Linked DNA regions of Sus scrofa: region 2 is linked to region 1. The links are chromatin contacts, called in public Hi-C maps. All regions are on one chromosome and are shown on one strand. The core of a region is the stretch at or near the end of the contact, and the rest is flanking DNA. Distances in the headings are between cores, read along the strand shown. Region 1 overlaps YTHDF2 (YTH domain-containing family protein 2). Region 2 overlaps LOC106510640 (a long non-coding RNA gene).

Evidence for each region. A called contact is a pair of places that touch in the nucleus more often than the background predicts.
Region 2: a Hi-C map of omental adipose tissue shows a contact between it and region 1, with 2.7 times the contacts expected there. The contact joins two enhancer-like sites. A contact is called at or near these places in 2 of 5 promoter capture datasets (liver and skeletal muscle), 30 of 47 Hi-C or Micro-C datasets (adipocytes, adipose tissue, alveolar macrophages and 17 more) and 2 of 2 datasets of contacts at active chromatin or transcription factors (alveolar macrophages and skeletal muscle).

Annotation. Positions count from the first base shown.
Region 1 is chr6:85,754,553-85,757,386 of Sscrofa11.1, forward strand. YTHDF2 (YTH domain-containing family protein 2) reads left to right here. Exons shown (of 7, transcript XM_005665152.3): 7 at 1-2,198. Among named protein-coding and RNA genes, the nearest start is that of OPRD1, 20 kb to the right of the region's middle. Within about 2 kb of position 1,524, at least 2 of the 83 cell types and tissues checked have an H3K27ac peak or open chromatin away from gene starts, as enhancers often do. A contact at or near this core is called in omental adipose tissue, where this site is marked.
Region 2 is chr6:85,837,003-85,839,816 of Sscrofa11.1, forward strand. LOC106510640 (a long non-coding RNA gene) reads right to left here. Exons shown (of 3, transcript XR_001309282.2): 2 at 2,027-2,122. Among named protein-coding and RNA genes, the nearest start is that of EPB41, 4.1 kb to the right of the region's middle. Within about 2 kb of position 1,494, at least 2 of the 83 cell types and tissues checked have an H3K27ac peak or open chromatin away from gene starts, as enhancers often do. A contact at or near this core is called in omental adipose tissue, where this site is marked.

The DNA.
Region 1 (2,834 bases), core at 274-2,773:
CTTTCTTCACTTGGATTCTAGCACAGAATACCTCCTGATTTTCCTCCTATTTTACCTGTTGTTCCTTCTTAGTCTCCTTGGCTGGTTCCTCCTCTTCTTTTTATCCTCTTGATGCCACAGTGACCCAAGGCTCAGTCCTTGACCCTCTACACTCACTAGATTACATCCAGTCCTATGGCTTTAAACACCATCCTTGTGCCAACAACTCCCAAATGTAGAATCGGTCCAGGTCTATCTCCTGATCTCTGGTATGTTCAGTCGCTAGCTCAACCTCTCCACCGATGTCTCGCCAACATCACAAACCCAACACTTGCAAACCTAAACCTCTTCCTCATCTGCCCCATCACTTATAATGAATTCATCTCTCCCATTTCTCAGGCCAAATCCTGAGAGTAATATTTCTCACATCCTATATCGTATTTACTGGTTGACCAGTTCTTGCCATATCTACGGCCAAGTCACCAACTCTCACCTGGATGATGGCATAATCTCTTAGCTGGTTTCTACTTGCACTTTGCTTCCTACAGTCTGTCCTCCACACAGTAACAGAGGGATCCTGTGAAAATGTACATCAGATCCTGTCATTTCTCAGACTTTCTCCTGGCTCCCATCTGAGAGTAAAAGCCAAAGACTTTGATGGCTCACAAATTCTTGTCTTCTGATCTCCCATTTCCACTGTCACCTCACTGTTTTCCCTGCTTACATCTCCACTGTTCTTATCTACTCCACCCACCTTGTCCTCCCTTCTACCCTTCAAAATGCCAGGTTCCTTTCAGAGGGTCTTCACGCTAGCTGGGTCTTCCATCTGGAGTACACTTCCCTCATATCTACAAGGCCCAGTTACCTTTTCCAGCAGGTATCACCTTATCAGTGAGGTCTCCCCTGACTCTTATTTGCACTCGCTATCCCACCTCCCACACCACCTGTCTCCCTTGCTCTGGGCTTCCCGTAGGCAGAGGTGGACCTGAGATTCCATTCCCAAAGATCTGTCTCTTTCTACTTTGAAGTGGGGAGTCAAGAAAGCTGATAAAAAGCCATTACACAACTTTTAAGAATCAAATGGATCGGTAATTACTGGTTAGCAGAATTTTAAAATACAGTTTGTATTCTCCATTTCCAACTCCTGCTTTCCTAGAGTGATAGAACACTGACCTGGGAGTTAGAAACCTTGGATTCTAGGCCTCGATCTATTACTCAGGAGCTCTGTGACCTGTGGCAAGCAAGTCCTCAGTCTTGGTCAGCCTGGGAAGTGAGGGAACTGGGACTAAATGATCCATGAGGTTAACACTCCAATCCTGTCAACTCTGCTTCCAAAATAAATCCCAATGCTGTCAATGTTTCTCATCCCTGCTGCGCTACCTCCTCTCCGTGCTCTATTCACTTCCTGCCAGGCCATTGCATCAGCCTCCTTACCTCCTTTCACTCTTGTCTTTAATCCAGCTTCCACATAGCTGCCTAAGGTGTAACTCAGAGCATGCCTGTTTCTCTCTGAAACCCTCCAGCAGCTTCCCACTGTGCTGAGAATCACCCCTGTGCTCCCCACCGTGGCCTGCAGGGCCTCTCACCATCTGGCTCTGGGCTCCCTCCCTCATCTGGTTCCAGCCACAGTGGTGTCCAGCCCCTCAGATTTGCCAAGCTCATTCCTGCCTAAGCAATCCTTTGTTTTGCTTACAAGTTCTTCCTCCTTGTGTCCTCCTGGTGGATTCCCTCTCATTTTTTTAGGACTCAGCTTCAAGGTCTTTTCCTGAGTGTAAGCTCCCTTTCCTGATCACTTTTTCTAAAGCCAGTTCTTCCTCATTAGTTTAAAATTCAGCTCCCTACTTATTTTTTTGTTCCCATAGAGACATTTACCACAATGTAACATTAAGTCATGCAATAGTCACAAAATGGAATACCATACAACTGTAAAAAGAAATCTATGTATTGATATAGAACAATTTAAGATATTGTTCAGTGAAAAAAAAAATCCCAAGGTGAAGTCCAGAGTGTATAGAATACCACCATTTGTATAATAGAGGGGGAAGAATATATTTGCTTGTATATGCATATGTTATCTCTGGATGGGCACAGAAGAAACTGATAACATTGCTGGCCTTTATGAGGAGGACTAGGTGGCTAGGGGCAGGAGTGGGGGGCTTTTCACTGTGCACCTTTTTGTATTTTGAATCATATAGTGTACCACCTATGAAAAATAAATAAGTAAATATTTAAAAATTGTGTAACTTGCTTTGTTTTCCTACCTCCCCAAAGAGAACATAAACATTCTGACAGTGTGTACCATGTCTTTTTTCATTCCCTATTATTATTATTATTATTTTTGTTGTTGTTGCTATTTCTTGGGCCGCTCCCGCAGCATATGGAGGTTCCCAGGCTAGGGGTCTAATCAGAGCTGCAGCCACCGGCCTACGCCAGAGCCACAGCAACTCGGGATCCGAGCCGCGACTGCAACCTACACCACAGCTCACGGCAACGCTGGATCGTTAACCCACTGAGCAAGGGCAGGGACCGAACCCGCAACCTCATGGTTCCTAGTCGGATTCGTTAACCACTGTGCCACGACGGGAACTCCTTCATTCCCTATTATGTCCTCAGCACTTAACACAATGCCTGGCACTTAATAGGGCTCAGTAAGTAATTACAGGATGAATGGATGAAAGAATGAAGGTCTCTTCCTGTTCTAACACTGGATTCTAATCTTAGGCCTTCAAAGAATAAAAGAAACACAGGTTCTAGAACCAGCCATTTAGAGGGAACCAAAGAGACACCGAATTGTTTTGCAGTGTGGTGGACGCTTTTCCTTTGTGGTTATCGATAAGCTTAAAAAAAATGTGACG
Region 2 (2,814 bases), core at 244-2,743, 82 kb after region 1:
TTATAGGCATTTTGTATTCTTTTTTTGGTTTGTTTTTGGCTGTGTCCCTGGCATGTGGGAATTCCTGGGCTAAGAATTGAACACATGCTACAGCAGCAAGCCAAGCTGTAGCAGTGACAATGCTGGGTCTTTAACCCACTGAGCCACAGAGGAACTCCGGATTTTTTCATTTTGGGCTGCCCTGAAGCATATGGAGCTCCCAGGCCAGGGATCAGATCCCAGCTGAAATCTGGACCTAAGCTGAGGCTGCAGCAACCCGGATCCCTACCCCACTATGTCGGGCTGGAGATCAAACCCGAGTCCCAGCGCTCCCAAGATGCCACCAATCCCTTTGCGCCATAGTGGGAGCTCTTGTTATTTTGTATCCTTAACTTTGCCTTCTTTTTTTGAAAAGAAGCCCCCCAACTAAGCTTTGGGTCCCGCAATCCTAAATCTGCCCACTAGGTCTTGAGTTTTCCCAACTGCAAAAATGAGTAAAGGCTGTGAGGGGTCTTTATAGGAGGGAAGCTGATCTCTCTTAATCCTCTGAAAGGCATTGCGAGGACCTGAGAAACATGGGTAAGAGATTTGCCTGGGGCCTCATGAGTCCTGGTGAGCTGGAGTTGCAATCTAGTCTCACTCGAATGTCCACCTTTCACCACAAACCCTGCTGCGAAGCTGACCCCCATGCACCCAAAGCAGCTCCCATCCTGGGCTGGGCCCCTGGCACAGCTTCCTTTAAGCAGCCTGGGGGCAGGGTTCTGCGCCTCCAACCCACCGGCTCTTCAACCGCGAGGTGGCGGCAGACACCGTCTTTCCTTCTCTGGTGCCTGTTCCTCCCAGATTTCCCTGCTCCAAATAGCCAGAATCTTAGCCTTCTCCCCAAACACCTCCATCATCTGTTTCCTGCCCTCTCAGGAAACAGGGAATGCTGCCTTCAAGTCCTGGCCTTCCCAGTGATTGGCTCTGTAGATCTTTCACTGTGGTCCATGAAATAATGGGATCTCTATTCTGGGAAGAGGTTAGTGAAGTACCTGGCAGATGTAATAATAAGCCAATCATAGGCAACCACTGCTATTTAAGCAAGGGCTCCTAGAGATGGCACCTTCCCTGGGAAGGGGCTCACCTGGTGGGATTGGGCCCCTTCCCACACATTGACAAGCCAGAGGCCCTCCTGGGCAGCAGGAAGTTTCAGAGACCTTCCATGTTTATTGGTGGGCACCCCCTGTGCCAATGCATGTGTCTCTCCCTGAACTAGGGCATCTGATTCAGCTTTTTTTCCATTCCTGCCAACCCCCATCTCTCCCTTGGAGGGGACTCTGCAACCTCTTGCCCAGGCTGATGTCATCCTGGGGATGTGTTCCAGGATCAAATGGACCCTCCCTGGAAGGTGTCCCTGAACCACTGCTCACCAATTCTGTCTCTGCCTCAGATGCCCCCAAGTGACTGCCACCCTCCAGCCAGCACTTGGCTGTCTCTTGCCTCAAAGACTCCCTGGCTGTCCCTGAATGTCGGTATCTCCCGTCTCCCCCACCACATGCCCTGGTTGAAACCTGGCATTCAAGGCCTTCCACTATTTGGTCACACGATTCACTCTGTGCCCCAAATATACCAGACCATTTTCTGTTCCCAGAGCACACCTTCACTCCCCTACTTCCAGGCCTTTGTGCAGGCTGTCCCTCCACCTGGAAGGCCCTCTTCCATGTCCATGTAGTAAATTCATCCTTAAAAGTCTAGCTGGGGGGAGTTTCCGTCGTGGCGCAGTGGTTAACGAATCCGACTAGGAACCATGAGGTTGCGGGTTCGGGCCCTGCCCTTGCTCAGTGGGTTAACGATCCGGCGTTGCCATGAGCTGTGGTGTAGGTTGCAGACGCGGCTCGGATCCAACGTTGCTGTGGCTCTGGCGTAGGCCGGTGGCTACAGCTCCGATTAGACCCCTAGCCTGGGAACCTCCATATGCCGCGGGAGCGGCCCAAGAAATAGCAACAACAACAAAAAAGACAAAAAAAAAAAAAAAAAAAAATTAAAAGTCTAGCTGGAAGGTCACCTTCTAAAGGCCATCTTCCCTAATCCCTCAGATGCGATCCTTTTCTCTCTCTGGTCTCTGGGTATTCAGTTGCTTTAGGCCCTTCATTGTAGGAGGCTGTGAATCACAACAGAAACGTCCATTATGTATGGAGAACAGCTTGCAGTGTACAAAGGGCTTTCCCATCTAATATCCCGGAGTCATGATGTCCTGGAGAGGCAGGCAGGAGGGGCGCCTCATTGGACTGATGAGGAGAGAGCCTAGGAGAGAAATATGACTGGCCAGGTCATACGTTTGCCCAAGTAGAGTCAGGATTCAAAGCTGCAACAGATTCCAGCCATACGCCCCATCTCAGGCCTGAGCTTCCCACTTGCCTGGTCTTATGACAGCCTTCTCCTCCTAGACTTAGCAGGGGACTGGTCAGATGCTCCCTGTATTAGCTCTGCCCCCTCCCCCCAACCCCCTAGCCTGTCTCCTGGCCTCTTTATCACTCAAAACCCAATCACCCCATCAGCTGAGGGCAGTGCCCAGGCTCTGGCAGGATAAGGACTTGGCTGGAGGCCCATGCAACTCAGAGGAGGAGAGGGAGGCACAAACAGGTTGGTTTCCCTGCCCCCTCCCCCAGCTTATCAGTCCCCCACAGGCCCCAGGCAAACTGGGCGCTCAACCTAGGGAAAAAGACTACCCTCTGCCTGTAACCTTCATGCCTTCTATTACTTTTGAGCTGTGTGACCCTGGGCTGTCACTTCTGCTCTTAGGCACCCTTCAGAACATGTTAAGGATCCCATAGGATCAAATGAGAGAATGCA